Regions from separate parts of the Mus musculus genome. Here region 1 is linked to region 2. A link is a contact called in public HiChIP or PLAC-seq data. All regions are on one chromosome and are shown on one strand. Each heading gives the region's core, a stretch centred on a gene start, on an enhancer-like site or on the middle of the called end of the contact. The rest is flanking DNA. Distances are from core to core; before and after follow the strand shown.

What was found. HiChIP or PLAC-seq counts read pairs in DNA pulled down with a chosen protein or histone mark.
Region 1: a contact with region 2 is called in an H3K27ac HiChIP or PLAC-seq map of embryonic stem cells, with 3 times the contacts expected there. The contact joins two enhancer-like sites. A contact is called at or near these places in 2 of 115 datasets of contacts at active chromatin or transcription factors (both in embryonic stem cells).

Annotation. Positions count from the first base shown.
Region 1 is chr11:88,737,470-88,742,665 of GRCm38.p6, forward strand. No RefSeq gene overlaps it. Among named protein-coding and RNA genes, the nearest start is that of C030037D09Rik, 21 kb to the left of the region's middle. Within about 2 kb of position 1,917, at least 9 of the 459 cell types and tissues checked have an H3K27ac peak or open chromatin away from gene starts, as enhancers often do. A contact at or near this core is called in embryonic stem cells, where this site is marked.
Region 2 is chr11:88,171,848-88,177,031 of GRCm38.p6, forward strand. The region is part of intron 2 of Cuedc1 (CUE domain containing 1); the gene reads left to right. Among named protein-coding and RNA genes, the nearest start is that of Mrps23, 30 kb to the right of the region's middle. Within about 2 kb of position 2,039, at least 146 of the 459 cell types and tissues checked have an H3K27ac peak or open chromatin away from gene starts, as enhancers often do. A contact at or near this core is called in embryonic stem cells, where this site is marked.

The DNA.
Region 1 (5,196 bases), core at 667-3,166, 570 kb after region 2:
GCAAGAACTACAATTACACACAATGCTTTCTTCATCCTGACCCCAACCCCTGGTCTCTGCTTTGCTCTGTGTGCCTGTCTTGAGTACTTTGAAGGTCTGGAGGGGAGGAGGCACAGGTGTGTCCATGTTTTTGACATGTCTGTATGACATTGTCATCTACAAACTTCATGCTTAAGAGCCATGCAATTGGCTGGGTGGCGGTGGTGCATACTTTTAATCCTGGCATTTGGGAGACACAGGCAGGCAGATAAATCTCTGTGAGTTAGAGGCCAGCCTGATTTACAGAGTGAGTTTCAAGACAGTCAGGGCTGTTACACAGAGAAACACTATCTTGAAAAACAAACAAACAAACAAACAGAACCTTGCAATTGAATTACCCAAAAGAGAAAGAAAAATATCTCTCTCTCTCTCTCTCTCTCTCTCTCTCTTTCTCTCTCTCTCTCTCTCTCTCTCTCACACACACACACACACACACACACACACACCCCAGAACCCCTTATAATGTTTGCCTAAGTTTACAGTTTCATCGCAGGCAATACTCATGACTATTTCCAGCTCATGTTAGCCTCCAGGCTACAGGTTAGAAGTGTTACTAACAAACCTGGCCTGACACTTGCTTTGGTCAATAAAACTTTATTGGAACATATAGCCACACTTATTTGGTTATGTACCTAAGTTTCTAGATCCTACTGCAACAGCACCATTTAGTTGTGATAAAGAACCTGTGGTTCTCAAAACTCAAAGTATTGGGCAGGGTGGGCTGCCTCAGACCTGCTCTCCCAAGCCAAGGCAGAGGGATCACCTTGAGTTCAGAGTGTATGAAACACTATAGGCTGATTAGGATCAGCCTGGCCTACATAGTTCCAGGACAGCTAGGGCTACATAGGGAAACAAGAATATTTGCTATTGCATTGTCTGTGGAGAAAATCTACAGATGCTAATATAGAGAAAAGGATAGATTTTTTTGAGTGAGCATGTCAGGCTTAAGTGTGGGTGTGTCTGGGGTCTCAGCACCATTCCTACACAGTTGTAGAAGCTTGATGGTAATGTATATGAAACCCATCCTGCATCTTTTGTGGCTTCTGTTTATTAATTTTTCAGACAGTGTGAAGACCACAGCTATATTTTGATTACTGCTTTCCTTTCATCTAACATTATAGCACAAGTAATTTTCTCCCTTCCTGAAATTATTCATAAGCATTTGCTTTCTCTTTCCTGTTTAGTTTAACTTTTATTCTGGGTTTTATTAACAACTTGGGAAAGTAGAAAGAATAGCATAATAACACATACCTCTTCCATAAAAACTGGTAACATTCGGTCTTAGGGATTTCATCTACTCTGTTGCTGAAGTAGTTTAACAAAATTGCAGATACTATGACATTTTTATTGTAAATGCATCCATATGTATCCCAAGGGATTTTTTTTCATATAACTTGAAATCAATTTTTTTCTTTTTTCTGTCTATCTTACCTATCGATCATCTATCTATCTATCTCTCTATCTTTCCATCTGTCGGGCAACGTCTCACTGTGTAGCTCTGGCTAGCCTGGAACTAATTGTGTAGATCATGTTGGCCTGAAATTCACATAGCTCCACCTGCGTCTGCCTCCCAGGCAGTGGGAATCAAGGCGTTCACCACCATGCCCAGCCAATAACTCCTTGATAACCACCGACACCCACTCTGTGTACTTGTTTCTCAGTTGTTCCCCTTACTTCTTTCACATGATTTCTTTCAAACCAGGGTCTACTCAGGAGCCAGTCACTGCTTCCGAAGATCTCATGTCCTTTTTAAAGCGACATCAATCTGTCACCCTAGTCCCCAGCCAACCCTCTCCAACCCACTTTCTTTGTGTATATCCTTGACCTGTGAATGAGGCAGGCTAGATGGACAGTCTACTAAGTCGCCGAAGGCACCAGGATACGTAAACCCATTTCCTTGATTCTGGATATTTCAGTGGAGTCCTTAGTACAGACAGGGCCACAAAGGACATCTTTCTTAAACTCTCAATTGGCATGAAAATAAATGTATACAATTCTTTATTACAGTTATTAACCTGCCCCTTCTTCCCTTTCTTGGTTTTTTTTTTGTGGGGTGGGGCGTTCGAGACAGGGTTTCTCTATGTAGCCCTGGAACTCACTCTGTAGACCTCGAACTCAGACTCAGAAATCCGCCTGCCTCTGCCGCCCAAGTGCTGGGATTAAAGGCGTGGGCCACACGCCTGGATTCCTTTTTTCTAATTCACAGACTTTTTTTCTAATCCATGAACTGTGGCGTCACCTGCTGCCTTCCTAGGGTCCCTCTGCTTTTCCAGGAACTCAGTTTTGTCACTAAGTAGGGTGGGGACAGCTCTAGGCAAACTAGCTCTTTTGTAGATAGCATCTCTTTCCACAGCCCAGGCTAGCCTCAAGCCCAGAACAATCCTGCCTCGGCCTGGAGTGCTGAGCCTACAGGTGTGAGCCATCTTGCTTGGCTTCAACCTGTCTTCTTTTATTCAGATAGAGTGAGCCTTGTCATACTGTCTCCTCCAGTCGTCCCGCATCTCCTCACCCTGCCAAAATGCTGCCCACCCGGAAGCACCCCCCCTCCTCCAGTGAACATATTCTGGATGATATCTTTCTGTCCCTGGTCCTTCCTGCTTCTGTGCCACTCTGATGATGTCACCGCTGCTGGGTTGTTGTTGTTAGCTGACCATTGTTCTTCCTGTTAAATCCTGGAGAATGGGAACTAATGATCTCAAGTCTGATGCCCACCGGGCCTTACTGACAGGAGAAGCAAACACGTGAGAAATCAGAGGGTTGTGAGGTCAGAGTTAGCCACCCTTATGAGAAAGCTGGGTGGCCCCAGGCATGTCATTGTCCCTTTATAAGCCCCCATCAAAAAGAAAGCAAGACCTACTAATGCAGACCTGGACTCCTAGCTACTAAGGAGGCTGGGCAGGAGGGTAACAAATTCAAGACTTGCCTAAGCTACAGAGTGAGTTCCTGGCCAGCCTGGGCAAATTATAGAGACCCTTTCTAGTTTAGTGGTGAGTGCTTGCTCACACATAGAGAAAGAATAAGATGACAGCCACTTGTTATTAAAAGGAATGTGTGGCCGGGCGTGCTGGCACATGCCTTTAATCCCAGCACTGGGGAGGCAGAGGCAGGCAGATTTCTGAGTTCAAGGCCAGCCTGGTCTACAAAGTGAGTTCCAGGACAGCCAGGGCTACACAGAGAAACCCTGTCTCAAAAAACCAAAAAAAAAAAAAAAAGGAATGTGTGAATTTGTACTTAGAATGACAGGAAACTGAGAAACAGAGACAGGACACCAGTGTTTGTCACAATAAAACCAATGTTGGTTGAACAACACCCCACAGGACTTGTTCACAAATGATAAGAAACAAAAGGGATACAATCTTTTTTTTTTTTTTTTTTTTTTTTTTGGTTTTTCGAGACAGGGTTTCTCTGTGTAGCCCTGGCTCTCCTGGAACTCACTCTGTAGACCAGGCTGGCCTCCAACTCAGAAATTCACCTGCCTCTGCCTCCCAAATGCTGGGATTAAAAGCATGTACCACCACAGCCCAGCCAAGGGATACAATCTTAATTGAAGTAAAAATAATATCCCAAGATGAGCTAAAGACCATCAAAGTGTAAAAATGGAAGCAAATAGCCTCATAAATAAACTAGGTGACATGAAGAAGTGAGGTATTAAAATGTCCCTATCCTCGGATGCAGGATGAAGTATGATGTTCAGTCTTGGGATATCTTCAGGAGTCCCAGGCAAACTGTGAAGCTGGGATGCATTAAGGAGTTCACTGTCTCCGATGCCCAACTCGGTGCTGACAGAGGCCCTTGTTTGTGATGACAGCCTAAACCAGCAGCAGGCCAGTGCCGATCTCTTTGAGAGCCACAGGTAGCTGAGAAAGCAATTTGAAAGGTTAAGATTGCTTTTCAAATACACAGTTAGATTAACCTCCAAAACCAGTATTGAGCTTTCAGTGGGTGCTGTGTGTTGGCACGATATAAATGAAGTCTGTTGAATTGTGAAACGTGAATCTTTTTCTTTGTGTGAGACCAATTTTCATTTCCGGAAACATGGCAGGATCAATACACTTATTGAAAAGTAACTAAATATTCTGGCATCAAAATAAATCCTTCAAGGGCCTCGGAGAATGAATGACTGATGACGTGAGGAAATTGTACCTGGGATCAAGTTGGAGCATTTGCTGAGCCCAGTGAACTTGACCTTTGATGATGATGTCCTCAGAAAAAAAAGTTTGAGAGGTGATCTTCCCACACAGATGTGGAACATCTTAGAGTAAACTTAGAACCTTCAAAAATCACAGTCCCTTAATTTACACTGATGTATGGTGTACACGTGTGTACCTGTGAGTGTGTGTGTGTGTGTGCGCGCACAGAAATTACCTCCAAATAGTCAAACCACAAGCTATCTGTGATGCTTTCGATCAGTTTATGGCAAAAGAAATCTACCCAATGGGTGATCTGGATACCCCAAGGGAGGAGAATGTACCTGGAGTGGCCCTGAGACACGGCAGGAACAAAAGGAGGGCCTTTAAAATAGAGAAAACCAAATTTATCCCAGGCTGCAAAGCATCCCACAACCACAATATCAAGGAAGACTCTCAAAGTTAGATGGCAGAGAGAAAGAAATTAGCTAACCATCCAGCAGAATAAAGCACTTAAGAGCTAAGAGTGGGAGGTGGGAGAGAAGCAGGGGCAAACCTGCAGAATTCTGCAGTGGTAAGATAAGGCACTAGCCACGGGTGCCTAACACGCTTGGAAAAAAATAGACTTCATTCACAGGAGTATACGCAGGAAACCATAGGAATGATCAAGCCGTTTAAAAAAAGAGTCGTAAAAGAACCAGAAAACAAAATAATAATGGAGCAGTGGTGGCGGGGGTGGGGGCTGGGTGGGTGGGGGGTGGGGGAGTGGGGTGGGTGGGGGGTGGGTGGGTAGAGAGGTGGGGGAGTGGGGGGCGGGGGGGGGAAACGGGGAGGGGAGGTGTGGGCGGGGAGGCAGTTGGGAATGGATGGCCCTTCAGTTAAGAGGTTAAGAGCACTTGGCATTCTTCCGGAGGACCCAAGTTCAGTTCCCAGCACCCACATCTGGTGGCTCACAGCTGCCTGGGAGCCTGACATTCTCTCCTGGCCTCCACAGGCACCTGTACTCCTACACATACCCCACACATAGACA
Region 2 (5,184 bases), core at 789-3,288:
AACCCAAGACCTTGTGTGGCAAACACCAACTGAGCCATCTTCTCATCAGCCCCGTTGACAATGTCTTTGCGCCTCAGCTTTTTGTCCCCTTTCCCTCTGTTAAACACCCCTTTGACCTGCCTGGATTAGTCAATGGAAAGAACAGTGAAAAATCCAGACGCTTCTCCTTGAAGGGAGGCACGAGTTCACGTGCATGTGTGCACGTGTAGGTGCATTCTTTCAGTGTGAGCTGGGACGTTCCCTGCATGCTTTGACTCTCTATGGCCTTGTTGGTCCTTGGATTCTGGCAAGCGGGGCATATCCTGCTTTGCCCACAGCTCCTATGGCATCACCGACCTCTGCAAGGGTTCCTCAGCCCCCGGGGCAGCCATCCTGTGCTGCGCTTCTGTTCCCAAGCCATCTGCTGTCCACGTTGAGCCCCTTCTGGGCCATCCTTGGCTCTCTCCCAACCCCCACCTTTGGAGGCCTGCCTGGGACCATCAGCAGGCAGCTCCTGAGCCACTGCAAAGTGCTGCGGAAAATTTCTGAGGAGCAGTAGTAAGAGTGACAATAACTACTGACTGGAGAAAGCCCCGTCTCTCGAGGCTGATGGATGGTGGGCTGGCTCAAGGGGTATCCTTGTCACAGAGAAACGGCTCCTGTCAGATAAATGGCCCAGAGCCTGCTTCCCTCCCAGCCTCCGGAACACCTGGCTGGCACTCATCACCCAGTGAGTTGGGCTAGGGGACCACAGAACTTTTAGAGCCAGAAAAGCTCCTTGTGGCTAGAAATGGGGGGGGGGGCACAAAGACGCTGGGGTTCCATTTCTGGGACTACAGATTTTCCTTACTGGCCTGCTCACCACCTGCCTCTTCCCCACTATCAAGCATTGCTCTCTAGAGGGCTGTGTTTGCTGCTCCAGGAAGCTGCACTGTAGTGTATTCACACAGGGCCCGCATGCCTACCTGGGCTCCTTGAGTCTGGGGGCACACCACAGATCAGAAGAAATTCATGGAGCGCTCTGCTCCTCTCCCTCTCACCACACCAGGCCTGGACCCTGTCCCTCAGAGCCAATGGCTGTCAGAAATAGGGGTGTGTGGGCTGGAAGAGGCAGCAGCCAGTCTTCTGGGTACCCTAGGATCTTGCTGAGCACCTCCTGTGCTAGGCAACGGGGTGTCACCAGGAGCCCATTCCTCACACCATCTCCCCACCCCCACATCCTTTTCCTTCCTGGTGGAATGTGGGGTGAGCAGTGCAGTGGCCTGGCCAGCCAGGCGGCCTCATTCTTCTTCTGCAGAAGCATCTGTTTAAATACTTTCTGTCTCACAGGAAAGAACGCGCATTCCAGGGCGGGAGCCTCCTTGGGTCAGGCTGGCGTGCAGAGCATTGCAGTGTGCTCACTGCCAGGGAGTCTCTGCCAGCCTTCTTGTTCTGGGCGCAGCTGGGTTAGGAGTCAGCTGTATCAATGGAACCTGGCCCAGAAGAAGCAGAGACATAGCTTTAGGGGTGTCTTCTCCAAACCCAGGGTTCAAGCAGGGTTGGGGACTTAGGGTCTGAGTCAGTCAGGGTCTCTGAGCCCTTCCCAGGTTCTTTGGTCTCTGAGAAAGTGGGGACTGAGCTGTGGGGGAGGGGTGGGGGGAGGGGTGTGCTGGGGATCTGCCCAGATGCCTCGGGGTGGGGTGGGGGTGGGGGGGGCGGCAGATTCATATCCACTGGATCACAGGAAGTTGGCTTCACCCTATCTGTCCTTAACCTTTCCCTGCCCTGCTTTCTCAGTGAAGAGAAAAGGGTCCGGAGGGACAGTAGGCAGCTAGGCTGCTCACCCTGAGCATCTATCTTACTTAGGTGTGCAGGCTGCCTGAGGGGAGGGCGTGACTGCAAAGCCCTCCTCGTTGAAGATTCCGACCTAAAGCCAGTGGGTGTTTTTGCCCTATTAACCAGTCATCGGCCTCACAGGGCCTGTTATCTGATTCTCAGCAGACAGGACAGGAGGATCAGAAGTGGTCTGTTCTGCGGTCCTTTGAGCTGTGACACCATCTTAGTCAGAACTGCTCTGACTTCCTACACCAGCCCTTCAGCAAGCTTGGGCCTGTTCCCTCACGGCAGGCAGGAGGGTCATTAGAGGGTCACCTGTGGTTTTAGCCCCTCCCTCTCTCCTATAGCCACCTCCCAGTGGGTTGCATTTTTGCTCCAGCTGCAGATGGATTCGAGAGATGCTGGAGTAGTCAAGGGGTTAGCTAACTGGGGGTGGGGGTGGGGGCTCTATGCAGCTTTCAAGAGGTTGTTATCCTATCTGTGTTTGGTTGGGCCTTTGGTGATACAACTGTTGTGGTGGTGCTGGTGGGGGCACTCCTAGACTTGGGTGAGATCACTTCTTTGGCCAGTCATTGGTGTTCTCTCTTCTTCACATCTTCCCAAGAGAAGTAATGAGACAGGTTCAAGGCCAGCCAGGACAACTTAGTGAGACACTATTTCAGAACAAAAGTAAAAAGAACTAGGCTGTACCTCCCTGGTAGAGTTCGTGCCTCATGTGCTTGAGGCTCTGCATTCAATTCCAGATACCACAAAACAAATAAAACACACTCGGGCCTTAATGTGCTCATCTATAAAATGGGCCTTTACTTGCCAGGCTGGGGTTAAGAGAAGAGATATAGTAGTGCACCGAAGGAGGGTATAGATGACATCATCAGAGAAGAGTACAGAGGACACAGGGTCTCAAGTGTGCAGTCCACTGAGGTTGCATAGCATGTACATACCATGTGATAGGCACCCAGATAAACCTCTTCCACAGGCCCCAGAGTCCCCAGCACCTCCTCCCATTCTCACCAACTGTCTTAGTCAGGGTTTCTATTCCTGCACAAACATCATGACCAAGAAGCAAGTTGGGGAGGAAGGGGTTTATTCGGCTTACATTTCCATACTGCTGTTGATCACCAAAGGAAGTCAGGACTGGAACTCAAGCAGGTCAGAAAGCAGGAGCTGATGCAAAGGCCATGGAGGGATGTTCTTTACTGGCTTGCTTCACCTGGCTTGCTCAGCCTGCTCTCTTATAAAACCCAAGACTACCAGCCCAGAGATGGTCCCACCCACAAGGGGCCTTTCCCCCTTGATCACTAATTGAGAAAATGCCTTACAGTTGGATCTCATGGAGGCATTTCCTCAACTGAAGTTCCTTTCTCTGTGATAACTCCAGCTGTGTCAAGTTGACACAAAACTAGCCAGTACAATTGACCCCTTGTCAACTTGACACACAAAAACATCACTAGTAAGCCTTAACCCTTACAATCTTATTCATCCCCAAGATCTAAATAACTTTAAAAGTCGCACAGCCTTTACATATTCTTAAAATTTCAATCTCTTTAAAATATCCATCTCTTTTAAAATCCAAAGTCTTTTTACAATTAAAAGTCTCTTAACTGTGGGCTCCACTAAAACAGTTTCTTCCTTCAAGAGGTAAAATATCAAGGCACAGTCACAATCAAAAGCAAAAGTCAGTCTCCAACTGTCCAATGTCTGGGATCCAACTCAGGACTCCTCCAAGGGCTTGGGTCACTTCTCCAGCCATGCCCTTTGTAGCACACGCGTCATCTCTAGGCTCCAGATGCCTGTACCCCACTGCTGCTGCTGCTCTTGGTGGTCATCTCATGGTACTGGCATCTCCAAAACACTGCATGACCCCTTCAGTCCTGGGCCTTCAATTGCAACTGAGGCTGCACCTTCACCAATGGCCTTCCATGGCCTCTCACAGTGCCGAGCCTCAGCTGCTTTGCGTGACCCCTTCATGCCTTCAAAACCAGTACCACCTGGGTGACCCGTACATATTACCAAGTCCCGCTGCAGCAGGAGTACAACCTTGGCCATCTCTGGAACACAGCCTCTTTGTGCTTTCAGAAAACACTTCCCAGAAGATGTCACCTCATTGATGCTGGTCTCTTCTTAATCACCGCTAATTTCTTAGCTCTAGCTAACCAGCATCAATAGTCCCAGTAATGCAAAGTTTTTGCTTTGGTAGTTCTGGTATCTTGTTAATCACAGCTGATTCTTCAGCCCCAGCTAACCAGAACTACAGAATCTTCACAATCAAAACAGCAATGGCCCTAAAAAGAGTTTTTAATTTTCCCTCTGAAATTTCACAAACCAGAGCTCCATCTTCTGCAGTGTTCTCAACATTACCTTCCAAGCTCCTACACGACATCCGACAGAGCTCTTAACAACGGTTGAATCTTCAAGCCCAAAGTTCTAAAGTCCTTCCACAGCCCTCCCCAAAACATGGTCAGATTGTCACAGGAATACCCCACTCCTGGTACCAATTTGTCTTAGTCAGGGTTTCTATTCCTGCACAAACATCATGACCAAGAAGCAAGTTGGGGAGGAAGGGGTTTATTCGGCTTACATTTCCATACTGCTGTTGATCACCAAAGGATGCAGGACTGGAACTCAAGCAGGTCAAAAAGCAGGAGCTGATGCAGAGGCCATGGAGGGATGTTCTTTACTGGCTTGCTTCACCTGGCTTGCTCAGCCTGCTCTCTTTTTTTTTTTTTTTTTTTGACATTACATATTCATGTTTTTATTTTCTTTTTCTTTTTTCTTTTTTTTCTTTTTTTTTTTTTGGCAAAATAGAATAATACACTGTGCCCACACCTCTCAAGTCTTAGTGAACATTTCAGAAGTGAGAGTTTAAAACTTTAAATGGATGACTACACAGCAGGACACAGAATTATACTGTTGCACACTTGAACTCACAGCTCACACTAAACAAAAGGGATTTGGAATGCATCTAGAGCTGAAAGGGAACATTAAAATGCAAACCCACATTCGTTAAAGCATGAAATAAAACATTATTTTATGTGATGAGACAGATACTTCCAACAGCTTATTTAAGATTTAAATACTGGGATTCTAAAACTCTAGGACATCAGCCTGCTCTCTTATAAAACCCAAGACTACCAGCCCAGAGATGGCCCCACCCACAAGGGGCATTTCCCCCTTGATCACTAATTGAGAAAATGCCTTACAGTTGGATCTCATAGAGGCATTTCCTCAACTGAAGCTCCTTTCTCTGTGATAACTCCAGCTGTGTCAAGTTGACACAAAACTAGCCAGTACACCAACCCTTGCAGTCTCTCTCTTCCACCCTGTGTTTGTTTTGCTGCGCTCAAGCATTGCTTGGATAGATGCTGCTGCCATAAACGATCCTTTGGGTCA